Regions from separate parts of the Drosophila melanogaster genome. Here region 1 is linked to region 2. The links are chromatin contacts, called in public Hi-C maps. All regions are on one chromosome and are shown on one strand. The core of a region is the stretch at or near the end of the contact, and the rest is flanking DNA. Distances in the headings are between cores, read along the strand shown. Region 1 holds the start of pxb (pxb,). Region 2 holds the start of mfas (midline fasciclin).

Region 1 (5,544 bases), core at 2,506-5,005, 3.7 Mb after region 2:
CCTTGGAGCCTTGCCACCACCCACACTTCGTGCCTCGTTTTGTTTGCGTATTTTTCCCCATTTTGTCGCTGGAGCCTGCCGTTTCCCATTGTCGATTGTTTTTGCCTGTTGATGTTTTTGCATGACAAACAAAAATTATAATTGCACTTGAAATTGGCACATTGGGGCGGTGGATGGGTGCGTTTGTGTTATCTCACACGGGAATTGTGCGAAATCATTCGAGAGATTATTTCAGAGTTTCATTTCCCCACATGCTTCATGCCACAAACGGAATGTGTAGAACCTTGAACTACATAGATTGGGAAAACTCTCTACGAAGGTCAGAAAGTTTGTGAGTGATAACGATAAGATATAAGAACTGTCTGTTTTCTTAAGATACGGATACGGATGCAAATAAAATGCAGCCTTTTATCTTAAGGTTGCATTTTCAATGATGAACATATCATTGAGATATTTAGATAATACCCATCGGCATCGGTAAGGGTTCACCATTTTTTGCAATTAATGTCTTTAAACTGTTTTATTTTCGCAAAACTATATTGTCTTCTCAAAATGTGGAAAAATAATATTTTCCTTAGACCTAATGAAGTTGCAGCAATAAATGTCAAATGTGGAGGGCACATGAACAGCTGGTAAAGTAAGCAAAATTTCAATTGAAAAGGGGAGAGGATGGCTTGCAGGATGTCCAGCTCAATCTCATACAATCATTAACAGGACCTCTTTTCAGGGGCGGGGAATCGGGCTCAAACCCAATCTAAACGTATTTATGCAGATGGTTTTGAGCGTTTCGAAATGTTTTTTGGCTGGCTCACTTTTTCCGCACACAGATTTCAAAATTCACGTGCGTGTGTAGGTGTTTTTGTGTTGGGTTTTTGCGAACACATTTTTCTCCTCTTGCCGTTTTTGGACCGTATCACTTTGACAAACATGCAGATTATCCCGGAATTATTAATTATTGTATCTGCAAACAAGCCTCGCCGTCAGCTGTCTTGTCGTGTGTTCATGGGAGAGTATGCCGATATACATACATACATAAAAGAGCATTTTGTATTATGAATTTTTGGCAACCGGCAAACAGGATGGCTAATTGGTAGACCACGTGAGATTTGTTATCCAAATTTTACATAGCAACGTTGAAGAGTTTTAGTGCTTATTGGCATTCAATTAAACTTCAGAAGGCCTATATGGCACGGCTTATAAAAGAATATGTGCATTTTTCAATTAAAATTTATCTTTTTCTAAACATTTCCAATTTAAAGATGAAATACAAAATTTCTGATCCCATGTATATTTATATGTATGTATTTTATAACTTTTGTGTGCTAGCAAATACTTGCGAAACTATTGTACCCACTAGCTACTTTTCAGCACTCGCATTTTCATCCGAAAGATAAATCTAAGCTTAAAAGATTCTTTTGCAAAATGTTTGTTTTGGCTGGAGCTAAAGCTATGTTATATGAATGTTGTATGAACACATTTGATACACTTTTAAGTCGCTATACTTTGGTATCTCTGGGTTTGGCAATTTCTCCAGAGTGCTGGCAGCCTTAAGATACTTTTCAGTTTGCATCTTTTCTGCGGTTTTGCTCGAAAAGTTCTTCGAGTTTTCAGAATGTGCGTGTGGTCGCCATTTCCCAGCAATACCCCGCAGTTTTCCCCCCTCCGTTGGGTCAATCACTTAATGCGCCTTTAATTTGCATGGCCTTTTCTGCTTTTGGCCCCCAAGTTGCAGGGAATGAGCCGCTAATGTGTTTCGGTTTGGTCCCCGGGTAACAGGCAAAGGCAAACATATCACTTGACACGCCTAATGAGTCTGGGAGGGGTGGACTTTCCGGGGGGTTGGGATTTTCCGAGGAGCGAAGCATGGATATTACCGTTAGCGACTTTGACTAAGTTGCGGCCAAAAGCATTTGTCGCTGCTGCTGTCGACAAATAACTATTTATAAAGAATTTCCCTCCGTTCTGTAAACAACTTGTAAGTGCACAGAAACAAAAAGTAGTTATAATATTTTTGATTATATTTGATGATATTTATTGTAAAGAAATAAATAAATAAATTTTAATTTTTGTTACATTTGGTAAATAAAAGATATATATAGAACTATATTAGGCCCTTAGATATATTACATCAAAATTCCTTTAAGTGTAGCCCATTCAAAAGATAGGCTTCCTCATTTTCCACTCTCCACCTAATTTTTTCATCTGCTTTCAGCAACTGGCACAATGGAATTGCATTGAAAACAAACGGTTAAGAATGTTTATAAACAAAACACAGAAGGAATGCGGTGGGTGGATGGTGGAAAAGTGGGCGGGGCTGGGGCCAAAGTGGCGCAGAAGGTGAAAGTATAACGATAAACGTAAACAGTAAGTGGAGGTGCGAAAAAAATGCGTAAACACAAATCGCATTGCAACAAAAAAAGAGTGTGCACCAATCAGCAACATGTTGCTAAGACACCAGCAACTTCTACGGCAATTGAGCGAGAGAGAGAGAGAGTGAGCGCGAGAGAGACCGAGTTCATTTTCGAAGTTCAACTTCGAAAGAGAGTACTTCTTGGGTGATATGAGAAATAACATTGAATTTTCATGCCGGCTGGTGTTGTTGTTATTGCACTTTTACATGCAGCTGAAAAACAGCAACAAAGAAGAAAAAACCAGGAAAATGCTGAAATCGCTGCCTCCCCCTGTTTTCGCCACCACTCCCATCAGACATTGACCTTGATAGTGGTCGTTGTTTTTGTTGCTCTTCTTCACTTGATTGAACGACAAAAAGTTGTTATTTTTGCTTACCGGTAAAAAAAATGGTAATCGATATGATGAAGTATAATTTAGTTTTATTGGGACATTTTCGAATGATACATTTTTAATGGACAGGTGCAGAAATTGATACACTTAGATGAGTAATTTAATGAGCTTATTATTTAAAAAACTAATTGCTAAATCTGTTTTCAAAAATCAGTCATACTTATTATCGCTCGACTGTCTTTAAATCTGCTTTAAGTTTTTATGTGTTTAATAAAAAAAGAAATTAATCCCCAAGCTTAAGCAACATGAGAAATGTTGAGTTACCATTTCAACATTATGTGTTCATATTTTTACAATGGGCTTGGCTTTTCTCAAATATGATTATGATGTTTATCATGTTATTGACTGTCACAATATCACAGCCAAGGAACTACCTATGTTTTCCTGAAACTTTCCATAAATCGTCTTAATGGGCTCGGTAGATAAATAAAACGAGAACAAATAGCAAATACATACAAGTTTTTGGGTGACACTCAAATATAATTGGAATTGATTAGGAATTAAAATAATACTTTTCAACGGTTGCTAAACTACATGATTGTACATCTTTTGGGATATGTACATAAGAGTTCAACGGCATACGATTTTAAATGCAAGGTAAACAAATCGTAAACATTCTTTGGTTGGAAAAGACAGAGCTAGGTGTGCACTTTTAAATAAAAATGTGCCAAGCAATATTTAAAGTAAATTTTTTTATGATTTTATTTGTACTTTCGCCAGCAACATGGACAATTTTCCAGCGCCAGCGAATGTCAACTGCAACGAAAATGTGCGAAAATGCCGATTAGAACGAGCCCGAATGAGTTCATCCTCTCTCTCGGGAAGTTCATTTCCCCGAACTCTCTCTCTGGATTCGGCAGCGGCAACCGATGTCGATGTTGCTGTCGTGTTGTTGCCGCTGCACATGTTGCAGATGTAGCTGCCGTCGTCAGTCGCTCGAAACGAATTTGGAATTCAGTTTTTGACTCGACGTCGCAGGAAACGGACGTGAGTGTCTCGCATGTTGCCACAATAATCGAAAAGAAAACTCTGAACGGAATACGAGACTTTTTTCAAGATATGTGAATCACTAGTGGATTACTGAAAACGAAAATAAATACCAACGAAAATATTTACCACAAATCCCAAGCAAACGATACGCGCGTCGTGCAAACTAATAATAATAAATCAAATACCACAAATATTCTGTGTTGAGTGATACTCGAAAAGTTGTCAAAAATCAAAGCGAAATTCGCAAGCAATACATTGGATTAACAATTGGCTCGAAACCGATTTGATTAGCTAGCAAAAGACAAGCAGAAACAGTTTATCAAACCACTTGACAAATATCCGTTGGACTATAAAAGCAGAAAAGCGGGTAAGTGGGCAGGGAAATGGAAAATGAAAAATCAAACCTGGATATGCCGCTGAGAAATTGAAAACTTTTACGCACCGGATTAGTTGGCGATTTTGGGTTGAGCTTCTGTAGGCGAGTGACAATCTTCTTAGCAAAGATCAACGGAATTTCCCTTTGATTTGGGAATTACAACATTAAAGTATGTTTTAAAGTTGAGTTTTCTAATCTTCAGAGTGCAGTGCTTACTAATTGAAACGAACTGAAAAAAGGCATTCCAGCGGAGTGAGGCCGTAAAAAACGAGATTTATAGGAGGAAGTTGGGGAATTATTCAAATAAGCAAGTGAAGGATTATATCCGATTCCAAACAAAATTCCCCGAAAGTGTGCGTTGTGTCTATCGAACAGATATGTTTATCCATATAAAGTTACGCCCGAGTGATGAGTGATTTTTGTGGAAACAGCAGATAGCTGTGCAGCTATCTGCTATCAAGCCATAAAGCACAGAACTCTTGTGGCGACCCATGCGGCTCCATCAGAATGTAAACAAATCATCTCTGGGTTTCGCTGGAGCTGCGGCTTCTTCCCTTCTTCAAAGCGTAGAAACCGCCAAAGAGACGAGAAAATAAAGAGAAGAAAAGACTGCGAGGGACCTTTAATTATAACCAAATACTAGTTGAGGCGACACCTTTGTTTACCTGCATTTTCGAGCGCTGTGTTTTTCCATTCTGTAAATTTGTTTAAATTATTAGCAAACGCGCAACAAGTGCAGCCAGTCGAAGTTCATTATTTTCCCCAATTCTTTGGCGTGTAAATCCTTTGGTAAATAAGTAAAGTATACCCCGCCTGTCGTCGGCGCAACTCATAAATTCACGCAAAATAAAATTTATGCTTATGGCTGGAGCTGGGGAAGTCGGACAAGAAGATGTACGAAGGATCGCGATAAGATCTGGTCTTAAATGAGTTGTTAAACGGGAATCGTGGTCGCCATGGATATAAATAATAATAACAACTCAATCTGGAGTGGCGTGGGTAGCTCGAAAAGTCCTCGGACAAGTGAACTGTTGCTTGCGGTCACAATGATTCTGGGTACTGGATTTTGAATCGATTTGAATCGTGTGAATGGGAAGCATTCTACCTGTTTGGCAAAATGAATTTTAATTCGGAATTGAGTCGTACACATGTCGGCCCTTTTTCACAGGATTTCCGCTTGCTGTTTAGCCTTTTTTTTCGAATGAAATCCCTCGGCTAATTAGTATGCCAAGCGTGTGCCCCTGAAATTTATAAGCCAACTGACTTTTCTCTGTAGTTGAAACATAAATTTCAGTAAAAGTGTCGTCTGTGCACTAGAGCACAGCAAGAAGTATAGGCCTTTTTATAAACTTGATGTGCCAGTGATGAATATTTGA
Region 2 (4,979 bases), core at 457-2,956:
TCGATGCGGATTTATTGGCAGACAATCTCTGCGACTCAACAATTTCAGTTTAAGGTTTATCAATTGAGGTCAATACTCGGCGGGCTTTTGGACTTTCTTTCCGGGGGAACTTTTCGCTCTTTCAGCGCCTTCGCTACCATAAACATTTCGGTCAACTTTATTTGCAGTTTCGTTTAGCGGGCGAAAAGTTTCTCCAAGAACAAACAGGGCTCGGTGCCTCGTTGGGCTTGAAAATGTCATAAAAAACACTGAACCCGGTATTAGCCAACTTTTATGTGGTGTCAGTGGGCCCAGCGGAACCCGTGAGTGAAAAAAATATTGAAACTGTTTAAGCATTTTTAAGTTGTTTAACATGTAAACCTCGTCGGTATGTTTGCTTTGTTAAGTAGTTGTAAATGAGCAAATCTACTGGGAAATGTTGGGGACTCAACAGCTGGGCTAACTACGTTTACTTATAGTTCACCTGGAGTTATCTGAGGACTCGTGTGTGGAATCCGAGGAGTCATCGAATTCGGCAACCTCTTCAGAACTTGAACTGGAATTCAACATTTCGTTTATTGGGACAGATTTAAAAGGTCGGGCGGATGGGAAAAATCTACTAGGGTTAGTTCTATGGGACTTAAGCACTTAATATTAACGATTATTTGGAAACTTTACCAATTGGTCTTCAAAAATATATTTGAAAGCGTTATTGTAAAACTTCAATAATGGCAAAATACTTGTTTTTTAACTCGTGGCTTACATTAATATTGTTATAAACATTGTTATGGATGGTATCAAACGTTTCAATTTAGATCTAATTTTGTATTTCTTTCAAAGTGTTTTTTTTTTTTTAATTTTTTTCCGTTTTTAGTTATTTGGGATGCGCTTGTTAGGTAAAATTTTGTTCCAATGATTCTATGAAATTGTATATGTTTAATTAGAGAAGTATTTCAATTTTGTGGGTCCCAGGCATTCCTGGCATTTCAATTGTGTTCCGATAACATAAAACATTTAGTTCATGCCTTATCAGAAGATGTCGATGTACATATGTTAACCATTTAGCCCGCAACGCAAACAACTCAAACTACGTGAAATGTGCATGAAACGAACGCTACTACACAGCACGAAAAACTTGTCGGATTGATACTCACTCGCCGTAGAATGGAACCGCCTGGATCTGGATTGATCCCAGGAGGAGCAGGCAGGCCCACAGCCGTAGCATGTTTGGTATCACAATTTTAATCTGGAGCCTCGGTTGGGAGCTAAGTAAATGAACGAGACAAGCTGAAAGTTGCTGTAATCAAGGGAATGGCTGAAGCTGGCTGAATGGCTGGTTGGATTCGAGAAATTTCACCGCGATGGATGGAAAAACAGCTGAGAAACCGAAGAAATACAGGTTTTCCACGCAGCGCTGCACTCGCGTATGTAGGTGACTGATTTTGGGAGTGAGAGCGACGGTCGACGAAGAAAATTTTCCACTGTCTTCACGCATTAATTGTAAATATGCTACGGATAGACGACATATACCGCCTGTCACTCACTTGTAATTATTGTCAATTGTCTTGTTTTTACAAAAATTGGCACACACTCAATTATCAAATGTCTCTGGCTCCTTTTACTGCAGTTAATCGTAAAAAAGGGGCACTTGTGGCACTCACGAAAGTTGTTATATGTTGCTTGATCCGACGATGTTGCCGCTTCAAGTCGCAGTTTAAAACTAACTGCCCAAGAACGTCGAGCATCTGGTATTTATAAGCTGCTCTGCCGCAGTCGCCGTCGATTCCTCTGCCGCGATATCAACGCATGTAGTGATCATGGGAGCTTTGGGAGAACAGAGAGAACTTTTGGGGACGCTGTGAAATCGGTAATAGCTCTATATATGTATGTATGTGTGTATTTACATATGTATATGCAAATAGTGCGGGTGGCAGGAGGTTCGTACAAATTGTGAAAGTGCCAGCTATTAACACTTCATAGAGAAGCGAGCGAAACGAAGCACTTTTATTAATCATAGTACATTTCACTCAAAATACTGTAGAATTTGGGATACAAAACCCAAACTAAAACGGTGTAGAATCTGAAGAATATATCCTATAATATAGGACTCATATCATTTCAGACTTTGGCTTGGCGAGCATTTCAAACTACTTATTCATTTCGAGTATTTTCAATTTCCTAGAATCATTTTCTGTTTAAACTGCACCTAGAGCGTTTCTGGCAATGTCCTACCTGTATTTGCTAGCCAGGTGTAGTGCGCACTTGGAATTTCCGATATTCCCGTAACCTCTAACACCCATCAATCACTGTGGTGTCTGGTCGGTTCCGCCTTATTAGGAGTCTCCTCATATTTTGAAACTGTTCCGATCGGTTTTTATTGTTTTGTATAAACAAGATGTCAGCTTGTAGCTACATGTGTAGATGAAATTGAATTTCTTGGAACTGTTAGAAGACTTTATAATGTGTTCTTATATTTGATTGCTCATTGTTTTGATTTTAGTCAATATTAGATGCCCGTTTTTTACTTATTACCAAAGTCAAGCAAAGTATGTTGTTATTGAAAAACCATGAAAAATCGTAATCATCCGTTTCTGAAATAAATATTTATTCATTATTTACAATATTTATTTGTGCTATTAATGTAGGTGTATATATATTTTGTATACGTAGATGTACCACAACTGAAATGTATCTTTAAGTATATTCGTTTTAAATATATTTGTTTTAAATAAATAATTACTTTCCCACTTTTCTGTTTATCTTGTGCATTTGAACTTCTTCTAGTTTAATTTTCATCATAATTTTGATTAAAAGTTTACACTTAGATATGCAAATAGTACAATTGAATCCACACACTCATCGAAGCATCTCATTCAATTTCAAATAAATTCCCAATAAATTATTCGCAAGTCTCGTTATACATTAAGCTGAAATTTTGTGTCGACAAACAGAGCAAATTCTTAGCCGTGTGTTTTTTGTGTGTCCGTGTTTGAAATAATCTCCAGCCCAGTGATTATTTAAAACACTCATGTGATCCATTTTCTGTTTCCAAATCTGCTCTCCCGGTCCCCTGTGTCCATCTACTTTCGCATTTCCTAGTTTTGTAGCTCTAAGAGGAACTTCCATCAAGATCTATCAAATCGCTCAACATCGCCTACTCGAAAAGTGCTGTGTCGATGAAAGGAAGAGAATAATCAAAATCTATAATTAATTGGGTATAAAATTGGGTTTCCCCCCATTGGCGAGCAATAAATAATAAATGTATTAATTTAAAACTTTATTCAGCTTCCTTAATAATAGGTTGCCACCTTAAGCTTGAAATACAACAGCTTTTTAACCAAATACATTTTGGTTAAATGAATTTGTGAATATGTACCTGGCCGTTTGCCTCGCATTCCCAGGAATCCGTTGGGCGCTCGCTTTTCTCCCCACAGGTAGAGCCATGGATGCACCAGAGCTTGCTCATGATCGTCACCAATCCCGACTCCGTTGCCCTCCAGATCGCTCTTCTTGCCACGCACCGCCACAAATTTGCTGTTGAAGTCGGCGAAGCGCTGCTGTTTTCCTCTCAAGTCATAGGACTTTTTAAAAAAAGTGTGCCAGAACTGGGGTCGATTAGATCTTCACATATGTATAGATATGCAATTCAATGGTTTCTTTTATGTATTATTCAAAAAAAGACTAACACTCTGATTTGCAATGGGGTTTTAGTGTTTTAATAAGCGCATCAAGAGAAACCACTGTACTTGCCACCAACAACTAACTGCAAGGTAAGTCGACTTACATCGGAGAGAGCTGCACGCTTGTAGTGCTGGTGGGAGACGTCCTTCTTGCCGCGCATCCCCACAAAGGAATTGACCGGCGCCCGCTTTTGTTGCAGCTCCGTGGCCTCGTCCGCCTCCGCGTCATCGTCCCCGGCCAGCAGGGCGGGTCGCTTACCTCGCATGCCCGTGAACCCGGTGGGCGCTCTCTTGCCCACCGCGGAGCCATCACGCCCAGCCACGCGATCGAAGAAGTCCTGCAGCAGGCTATCCCGCAGGCGCTCCTCCTCCAGGCTCTGCAGGACATCGGACAGGCGGTTGTTGATTGGGATGAATTTCTTGCCACGCAGGCCAACAAAGGCCAGCGGTGCCTTCTTCAGTCGCCGCCCGTTCTCCGCGTAGCTGCTGTCCGCCTCCTCGTCGGCGTAATCCAGCGGATCGGGTCCCGATCCCAGCCAGTTACCCTCCGAGGTGTCGTGCTCCTCGTCCTTCTTGCCGCGCATCCCAATGAAGCTGGACGTGGGCGCCCGCTTTACCACCCGACGCGGCTCTTCGGCGCCGGGCGTCAGCGGGCTGCCGGAGGACTCCGTCTCCGTGTCCGCCGCACTCGATGGTGCCGTCAGCAGGAGCAGCAGCAGCAGCGCCAGCGCTATCAAACCGCTCAGAGGGCGCATTGGATGTGGCGAGCTTTTAGGCGGGCGTGGAAATCGATGCGCTGCTGGAAAAGCGAAATTGGGGAGAAAATCGATGATTTATTACAATGTGTAATTAGGAAATAATGTTAATGTCAGATAAATATCTAGATATTTTATTACATATTATCACAACTAAATGTTGATACATCTTCATTTTTAGCTGGAAAATAGTTACATAGGGTATTAAAAAGGGCTTATAACTACAGAAGAGGTTAAATATAATCACTCTGCCACATTTTTATTTATGTCAATTTAATTTGACTCTACTCAGCTGTTTTATATAAATTAAATGAATTTAGCTTGTTTATAAATACTTAGTAATATTTTCTACCTCACATATGCAATTACAGAAATACAAAAATTACTACAGATATTATAAAGAAAACGCGTATGAAGTGTGTAACCCTTTAAAAATGTTTTCCATTTCATTTCCTGCTTTGTTTGTTTTGATTTTCCTTTTTTATTTTTTTTTGCTATTCGCATATACTTGCTTTAGTGCACTTAGACTCGCAAATTCCCCGCGGCGGCGTCTACTTGACCTTTT

The links. A called contact is a pair of places that touch in the nucleus more often than the background predicts.
Region 1: a Hi-C map of the Kc167 cell line shows a contact between it and region 2, with 3 times the contacts expected there. A contact is called at or near these places in 2 of 107 Hi-C or Micro-C datasets (the Kc167 cell line and cellular blastoderm embryo).

What each region holds. Positions count from the first base shown.
Region 1 is chr3R:15,662,428-15,667,971 of dm6, forward strand. pxb (pxb,) reads left to right here and starts at 3,756. Exons shown (of 5, transcript NM_001275680.1): 1 at 3,756-4,159.
Region 2 is chr3R:11,991,609-11,996,587 of dm6, forward strand. It overlaps mfas (midline fasciclin), which reads right to left and starts at 1,707. Exons shown (of 10, transcript NM_176478.1): 1 at 1,641-1,707; 2 at 1,134-1,244; 3 at 464-535. The coding sequence starts at 1,204. Tk (Tachykinin) reads right to left here. Exons shown (of 4, transcript NM_001275564.2): 2 at 3,764-4,455; 3 at 3,356-3,584; 4 at 2,567-3,147. The coding sequence starts at 4,414. The coding sequence ends at 3,134.